Regions from separate parts of the Mus musculus genome. Here all the other regions are linked to region 3. The links are chromatin contacts, called in public HiChIP or PLAC-seq and promoter capture Hi-C maps. All regions are on one chromosome and are shown on one strand. Each heading gives the region's core, a stretch centred on a gene start, on an enhancer-like site or on the middle of the called end of the contact. The rest is flanking DNA. Distances are from core to core; before and after follow the strand shown. Region 1 has its middle 35 kb from the start of Neurl1b. Region 2 holds the start of Neurl1b (neuralized E3 ubiquitin protein ligase 1B). Region 3 overlaps Ergic1 (endoplasmic reticulum-golgi intermediate compartment (ERGIC) 1).

What was found. HiChIP or PLAC-seq counts read pairs in DNA pulled down with a chosen protein or histone mark. Capture Hi-C pulls out chosen DNA fragments and counts their contacts.
Region 1: a contact with region 3 is called in a promoter capture Hi-C map of adipose tissue. The contact joins two enhancer-like sites. A contact is called at or near these places in 1 of 484 Hi-C or Micro-C datasets (bone marrow-derived macrophages), 2 of 115 datasets of contacts at active chromatin or transcription factors (the HPC-7 cell line and pancreatic cancer cells) and 4 of 9 other capture datasets (adipose tissue, embryonic stem cells, liver and 1 more).
Region 2: a FOXA1 HiChIP or PLAC-seq map of pancreatic cancer cells shows a contact between it and region 3. The contact joins the promoter of Neurl1b here to the enhancer-like site in region 3. A contact is called at or near these places in 2 of 39 promoter capture datasets (embryonic stem cells and hematopoietic stem and progenitor cells), 1 of 115 datasets of contacts at active chromatin or transcription factors (pancreatic cancer cells) and 3 of 9 other capture datasets (adipose tissue, liver and pancreatic islet).

The regions. Positions count from the first base shown.
Region 1 is chr17:26,448,383-26,451,082 of GRCm38.p6, forward strand. No RefSeq gene overlaps it. Among named protein-coding and RNA genes, the nearest start is that of Neurl1b, 35 kb to the left of the region's middle. Within about 2 kb of position 1,274, at least 1 of the 459 cell types and tissues checked has an H3K27ac peak or open chromatin away from gene starts, as enhancers often do. A contact at or near this core is called in adipose tissue, where this site is marked.
Region 2 is chr17:26,413,434-26,416,133 of GRCm38.p6, forward strand. It overlaps Neurl1b (neuralized E3 ubiquitin protein ligase 1B), which reads left to right and starts at 1,426. Exons shown (of 5, transcript NM_001081656.3): 1 at 1,426-1,562. The coding sequence starts at 1,532.
Region 3 is chr17:26,610,073-26,612,772 of GRCm38.p6, forward strand. The region is part of intron 2 of Ergic1 (endoplasmic reticulum-golgi intermediate compartment (ERGIC) 1); the gene reads left to right. Among named protein-coding and RNA genes, the nearest start is that of Gm41553, 30 kb to the right of the region's middle. Within about 2 kb of position 1,434, at least 83 of the 459 cell types and tissues checked have an H3K27ac peak or open chromatin away from gene starts, as enhancers often do. A contact at or near this core is called in adipose tissue and pancreatic cancer cells, where this site is marked.

The DNA of each region.
Region 1 (2,700 bases), core at 24-2,523, 160 kb before region 3:
GAGAAGTAGAGGCTACCCCTTCAGTTCAGGCTCGCCTCTCAAATGAAATCGCGTTTCACGATTTAGAGCATTTGGTGGGTAGGTCCAGGAGTGATGAGTCATTTGTTGGGTGAAGGCAACTCCTAAGTAGGACAGCACTCAGGTATTGCTTGGTCCTCTTATCTAGGTCTACAGCGGGGTTGAGGGAGAGCAAAAGGGGGCGGGGGAGAATATATGTGAAAGTCCAGTTGGTTGAAGGCAAGATCTTGGGTAAGTTTAACGTTGCAGGCCAAGTGTGTACTGCAGAGGTGGCTGCGACCATTAGGAGACTTCCAGCTGCATCAGGACAACAGGGAAGGAACTCTGAGGCTCAACCTTATCCTCTGTTCAAGATCTCAGCATTTAGGGAAAATGCAGCCAGACTCTGTCAGGCTATCTCACACAAACGACCTCTGGCCCAGTTGTCTGTAAAGCACACAGTCCTTTGAAGCCTCGTGAGCAGGGCCTCCGCTGTCAGTATTTCCCTCCACAGCCCCAGTCTTCCGTACTCTCACAGGAACAGCCTGCCAGGCCCTCCAGCACTTATCCAGCCCAACGTTCCAAACACTGCCATGCTCTTCCTATAAAACCCTTCCAAAGGCCTAAGAGCCACCCAGTCAGGTTCCTCACTGCAACAATTCTACTTCTTGGTACCAATGAACAGCCAGTATTGGCTTACAGCTCCAGTCCAGCATGGCAGGGACAGTAGGATGGCAGAGACAATGATGGCTACTCACATTAATCACAGTCAGAAAGCAGAAAGAGATGGATGCTGGCACTCGGCTCTTTCCTCTTTGTATCCAGTGTGCCACTTAGGATCTTCCTCCTTCAGGAACTAATCTAGAAAATCTCTCACTGGTGGCTTATCTCCAGTGTAACCTTAGATCCCATCAAGTTGACAGTTAATATTGACCATGACAGCTACTGTATAGAAGTTTCTAGAAAAGCTTCAAATTTTTCATTGACCTAGTGGATCAATAGCCCAGTCCCTGAACCAGTCTCTGTCACATGTCTACACTTGACACAAAGCCAGGGTCTTTTGCTCTCTAAAGTCCACCTCCCCAGAGGGGCAAGCAGACCAGTGTGGGCCAGTGCATTACTGAGGCTGAGGGACAGATCAATTCAGATGCAAAGGCTATGAACCACTTAGTGATTTTCTGGTTGTTGTTGTCAACTTGCTACAAGCCAGGGCCATCTGGAAGGAGAACACAGGGTTGGGAAGATGTCTCCATCAGAGTGGCCTGTGAGCAAGCCTTCAGGACATTTCCTTGCTCAATGAGTGATGTGGACGGGCCCAGCCCACTGTGAGCAGTGCTCTCCCTAGATGGGTGGCCCTGGAGTATAGAAGAAAGAAGGCTGAGCAAGCCGAGGGGAGGAAACCGATAAACAGTGTGTCTCTGTCATCTCCAGCTCAGCTCCACCCTCCAGGTTTCTGTCTTGAGTTCCTGCCTCACTTTCCCTTCATTAAGGACTGTGTTATAAAATGAAGTCATCTTTCCCTCCCCCAGATTGCTTTTGGTCATAGTGGCTTTATCACAGCAATGCAAGGAAGTCGTCAGTGTCCCTCCTGGTCTTGCACACTTGTCCCTGCCTTCTCCAGTTTCTCTTTGAGTGTGCAAAGCCCCCACCACTCCTGCAAACAGACTCTGAGCCAACCCTGGGTTTGGCCATCTTACATGCACACAAATTTCTCTTTCCCTCGCTCTTGAGGTTCTGCACGCTGAGTAGCACACAGAGCTAACAATAAGGGGTCATTTAGTGAGCACTTCCTACACGTGAATGACTTCCATTTCATCCACCGGTCCTCACAAAAACTCTGGAGTAGGCCCTGCTGCCACTAAAGAGAAGCAGGACCAGAAACAGGAGTTCTCTACCTTACTGTGTAGCCGAAAGCTTTCTTCTCTGACTTCTTCATTCTGCTCCAGCATCTAGTCCTGGTGATTTTACCAAGGCAAATGAATCTTCCAAGGAATTTCATCACAGCCTTCACCCACCTCCCCAGGTGTTCTGGCCCTGTAGGGAAGCAGAGGAGGAGGAGGCTCGATGAGGGCAGGGCCTGCAGGTGAGGCAGGCTTTGAATGGACTGGCTCTTTTGCTGCAGTCCAGCTGACCTGTGGCTAAATCTCCAGTAGAAAGGAAGGAAGTGAAGAGAGTGGGGAAAGAGAAGGGAGAAAAGAAAGAGAAGAAAAAGAAGAAAAAGACCACTCATTAATTTGAAACACAGATGGGCAAAGAGAAGCAGTGGCCATATCTGGACGATGATGTACCATTGTGCCCTCCCAGAACCAGGGTCTCACCTAGGCTTCCTATAGGTTCAGCCTGGTTCTGGAAGTTGTTTTGACTTCTACATGAAGATGGGAAGAACTCAAGTATTCCGGGCATCCAGTTCTGGAAACAAAACTTGACCCTGACTATTAAATACATCCAGAGAGGAGGTACCAGCCCTGGTCCCCTTTTCTGCCTGCTGTCCCAGATGTGGCCCGCCTAGGCCTAGGCATCTTTTCCGAGGCTGTACATAAGGCCTATTACTGCAGCCTCAGCTGCCCGAGCAGCACAAGATCAGCTCTGGAGTTGCTTGGCAGTCCTGGAGCCTACACACTACTCCACCCACCTCCTGTGTGAGACCCTCTCCACTATCTCAAAAAAATCACTCTGCATGTGACAGCACCCTGGAGCCATCTA
Region 2 (2,700 bases), core at 176-2,675, 200 kb before region 3:
AACATCTGGGGAGGTGACTGAAACACAGCCACTTGCTGGAGTGCTCTGAAAGTGGCTTTTTAACAGCAGCTTCCCCACCCTGCCGCCACAAAGTCCTGTTGCCCTGAGCCATTTTATCTAAGTGAAATTCCTCAACTCCTTTTATAGCAATGGCGACCTCTCTAAGGACCCCAGGGTCATACAGAGTGAAGGCCTACCCAGCTAAAGTACCTTTGCCCACCAGAGTTTGGGGTGAAATTTTAAATAACTGAGAGCACTTGTAATTGAGAATTAGAAACTCAGTACAGAATAGGTCTGGCCATGGCTTCCTGGGGAACAACAGAGGAGAGTCTGAGGACAACGAGAAACCAAGGCAGGAGGCGGTCCTCTGAGCACCTCTTTTTACTCCGTTTCAGAGGGAGCTTGCCCTCAGCCACTGGGAGATAGGTTTGGACATCTCGTCTACCCACTGACCCTCGGTTTACCCTGTCTGTGCTGTGGAGGTAATAACCCTGCTTCCTAAACTGACGAGAGTACTGAGTATGGGAGTCTGAAAGTAATGGTTAGGGACTGGGTCTCCTCACAGAGTCATTACACCTCCCCCACCTTGGTGTGTTAGTCTGTGAATTGGACTAGGGGTGGCATGGGCTAGCTGGCCTTTTATAGAAGAGTAGCCAAGGCTGGAAGGTTCTGAGAAAAGATTTATGCGGTGGGAGTGGATGCACCTCCCCCTCTCAGCCCCCTCCCCCCCCCCAACGCCGCCGCCTCGTACCTCCTGGCAACACTACCCACCTCACATGCCACCTCGTTCTCTCAAAAACCCTCAGCCGGCCCTATCTGACACTTCAATGTTATTGTTGGTTTTGACCACTATGTGATCTTGATTGCTAATTTTCTCTTCCTTGAGAGCAGGGACTGCGTCTGGGGCTCAGCAGAGGGCCTGGTACATAGGGTGTGGGCAGTACTTTAATGAAGAAGGCACAGTGAGCTCAAGTCTGGGTCCCGCCCCCCCCCCTAAACAACCACTACATACTGAAGTCTCTCCTCCTAGGTATGCGGCCTAGGGGATGGAGAAGTTCCCCATCCCTACCCCCCACCCCCATCTCACCCTGGATGGACTGTCATGGAGCCCTTGACACTGTCTGGCGTGACCTGCATGTGTGCGCGTCGTCCCTGAGTCGAGGCACCACCCAAAGTGGCCGAATGCCTGGACAAGGACTCGGCACCCGGCGACCCATCCCGATTGGCAAAAAGAGCAAGGTCGGTGCGCGCGGGAACGACGAGGGCAGGAGGCCAGCCCCGCCTCTCCAGCGCGCTACCGGTGCAAACTTTCAAAAGACGCGGCGGCGGCCCCAGCCCCGCCCAAGCACGGTTGGTGGCGGGCGCGGGGGCGGGGCGGGCGCGCCCGGGCCGGTGGCTCCGCCTCCTCCCGCCGCCGCCCGCGCCGCCCATCTGCCGCCCGCCGGTCGCCGGTGCAGCGGCAATGCCCCGCAGCCCGGCCGCGGCCCCCGGCCCGCCCAGCTAGCCCCGCGCCGCGAGTCTCGGAGTAGCGATGGGCAACACGGTGCACCGGACCCTGCCAGGTACGCCCGGAGCCGCGCCCCGAAGTGGCGCGGAGCGCCTGGTCCTCCCCGGGTCGTCGCAGCCGCGGAGCCCGGGTGCAAGCCAGAGCCTGGTTGCCGGAGCCCGAGCCCCGGAGCCGCACCCCTGCAGGGATGTGCGGACCCCTCCTGGTTTTCCTGGCCTTGGCCGTGCGCCCCACGCCTTTGTTCCAGCCGGAGGTCGCTAATGAGCGAGCCGGAGGGAGGTATCGGGGCTTCCCCCGGCCGGAACCCTTCAGGGGGGTTGCAGGGCGCGGGTGTCCCGGGTCTCCGCGTACAGTCCACAGGCGCCCCCGGCACACGTGCTAGTTCTTGGCGGCGTTCCCACGCGCGCCCGGCTGCGCCCCGTTCGGGTGTCCGTTCTGTTGGGGGCCCTCCCAGCCCCATCTGAGCCATTGCTGTGGGGCGCATCGCCCCCTAGTTAAAAGCGCCCTAGAATTTCCTAGACCCGAGAAAGGCGGTGGGCGAGGGGCGTGGGGCGGGCGTGCGGAGGCCGGGGGACGCCACGCCTCGCTGAAAATACCTAGTGATGGTGGAACATGTCAGCGCGCCGAGGCTGTCACTGCCTGTCTGCAAAGAATCGTCCTCCTAAGAAAAGACACCCCGATTTTACACAAGAAGTTTAACCTCAGTACAGGAGAAATGACCCGGTGACAGGCAGTGGTGGGAGACTGCATGGGCCCTGTCAGCCTGTCTGCCCCGCCCCTCACCCCCACTGTGTCCCAAGTCTTCAGAAGTGTTTGGGCATAAAACTGGGCATTCGGCATTCGCAGCATCCTTAAGCAGAGGCTCTCTCTCTCTCTCTCTCTCTCTCTCTCTCTCTCTCTCTCTCTCTCTCTCTCTGTGTGTGTGTGTGTGTGTGTGTGTGTGTGTGTTGGGGGAGGGTAGTTCAGAGAAGAAGCAAGTTGGCTGTAGGTCAGATTTAGCACAGCCCAGCTGACACCCCATCTCTGTTCTGACACCCCCACAGCCCTTCCTCCGGCAGTTATCCTAATAGAGTTGTCTCTTCCCCTGGAAGGGATTGGACCAACCTGAGACCTAAGGACCACTGGGGAGACAGACAGCCCCTTCTACTAACAAGCCCCTGGGTGGCTTTTACTGGATCATTCCTAAGGTCAGC
Region 3 (2,700 bases), core at 184-2,683:
TTCCCACTAAGTTACCACCCTGGCGAATGTGACAGAGCAGCAGGGTCCCAGCCTGGGAGGTCTTCTGCCAGATACCTGGCCTGTATGCTGCTAGAGGAGCAAAGCTGAGGGGAGCGGAGGGAAGAGGGAAGGGTAAATTACAGAAGGGCTCAGGAGGAGGAAACTCAGGGTAGGAGCCAGAATTTGTTCCTGCCTAGAAACAGCCTTTCTGGAAGCTGGTGAAACCTGTGGCCGAGTTAGGAGCATGCAACAGTGTGGATCCCTCCACACTGACAAAGGGTGACCGAGTACCATGGTTACGTCAGATGTGAACAGGGCATCCAGGAGAAGCTGTGCAGGCACTGTCCTGGCTTTGCACTGATTGCTGTTCCACAACAGAAAACACCCCTCACCCCTTCCCCAAATATTTAGAACAAACCAAAGTCACCAGCAAGGAAGTGGGTAGGCTTTGGCTTCACACCTCAGATGCTTGGGGAAGGGAAGTGACTCATCTAAAATGTCACTGCTTACAGGAGGGGCAGTTGGGATTAGGTCTTGGATGCCCCCTGCATGCTTGGTATGGGGCAGAGAGCCTCACAACTGGTCCAGCCTTGCTGTGTGAATGGAGGCCAGGCTGTCAGCCTGGAGTCTACATTCTCAGGTAGATTGGTGACCTTTGGGGATCCCTGCAACTCCAGCTGTCTCTAACGCTCTTTCCAGCTGGGTTTCTTAAAGCAGCAGGCACCTTCTCCCGTTGTGAGGAAAAGATGGCTCTTCCTGGGTATTTGCAGGCTTTCCTGTGAGGAAGAAATGGCTTCATCCTCTTGGTTAGCGCCTATGTGTCCTGGGGCAAGTCCCTCCACCCCCAGCCCCAGGAAAAAAGACTTTCTTAGTCTATGAGAAACGTGGCCCCCTCCGTGCCACCACATAGCAGTCCCCACTCCCTGCAGATCTCTCTCCAGTCGTTACCTAACCTGTTGAACAATCAGGTATTCCAGGAGGTACTGCACATTGTCCTGCTCAGGGACCAGCTGTGCCATGCCCGGCTCCCTTGTCTCTGTTGCTGGACACACCTCTCCCACCTCCACCAACAGCTCTGCCTTCTATCCAGCTATCTCCTGTGGCATCATGGGTGGCCAGCCTGATTCTAGCCTATTGTCACACAAATGTCCTTGTCATGTTTTTGAATCTTCTGTAGTGTCACTATGAGGTAGCTCTCCAGGGCTTAGGGACACTGAGTCAAAGGGGACGTGCATTTGTCACTGTTTAGAAAATTCTGCCTGGAATGCAGCCCTCAGGAATGTGGTTTGATGAGCTTTTCCTTACATGAGGGGAAGATCTGAGGCATGAGAAGCCAGCCCTTAGCTACCATTTAGTACACAAATATTTATTAAGCTGGACCTAGGGCCAGACCCTGTGCCAAGCCGGGACCGTGCTGATGAATGGGCTTCGGTCTTTGTCCTTGAGGCTCAGGCAGCCAAGCCAGGCAGGCCAATTCAGGCCTGCGCCATTGCATTATGCTGTGGGATGGTTGCTATTAATAGCTGAAGGAGACAGCGAAATTCTGGGGCTTGAACGTCAGCCTATGGATTTTGTTTCCTGCCCTACAAGGCTCTTTCGACCTCAGAGGGACTCCTTGACTTTCTCCTGGGATATAAGGGTCTCAAGCTTGACTCCTTCAACTTGGCAACACCTGGCTTCTACTAGCAAGCCTCTGCTGGGGTCACATTCCAACTTCCCAGGGCCTGAGTCTGGAGTCAGAGAGCCTCCAAGCCTTGCCCAAACATGGACTGAAAGCCTTCATCCAGCCTTTGAGAGCTGAAGGTCTTGCTTGGAATACTTCCTCCCTGCTTTCATGGTTTCTCACTCTTTCAGTTATTCAATAAATATTTTTTTTCTGTGCCTTCTCTGAGCCAGCAATGTTAGGCCCTGAGGCCACAGTGGTACCAAGACCTCACCTCTGGTTCCTCTGTCTGAGACAGGAGTCAGGTGCACCCACCATAAGTACGGGTGGGGACAGGGCCATTGGACCCCACTGAGTTATCCTGTTTACCTGCTGGGTTACCCGGGCTTTGTGCCAAGCCTTGCGGAGGGAAGCACACAGATCTCAGAGAAAGGCCTCCCCAATCTCATTCCCCTACTGCAGAGTGGGTAGTTAGGACTTTGGGGTGTATCTGCAGGTGTGAAGCAGTAACAGCAGCCAGAAGACTGTCATTTATTCTAAAGTCAGCAGCAATGAGCCTCAGAAAACCTCCTGTGCCGTACACTCACTGCCGCGTCCGCTGGGGCTGGTGTGGACAGAATGGCACTGAAATGTGGGTCCTGGGTGGCACTGGACAGAAAGGCACAAGGTCCGACTGCAGGAGGCTTCGCCTGCTGCAGGTTCTTCCCCAAGAGGCAGTAACTACCAGTGTAGGCAGGAGAGCAGGAGCCAGGGGCTGGCTTGGTATCTGAGCTTCCCCCAGCTTCATCCCCCAGCTGGAAAGGATATTTGAGCTTAATCTCCATGCCGTGGACAGTACAGACCAAGGCCACTGTCTGGGACCAAACTGTTAACTGTTGCTGAGTATTTGAAGCATGGCTGAAAGGGGGTATCTGTCATGCTGTTATTAATTTAGAACAAAAAGGGCCTTAAAGTATGTATATCTGCATATATATATATATATATATACATATATATATATGTATATGTATATACACTTTTTCTTCTGTTTTGACTTT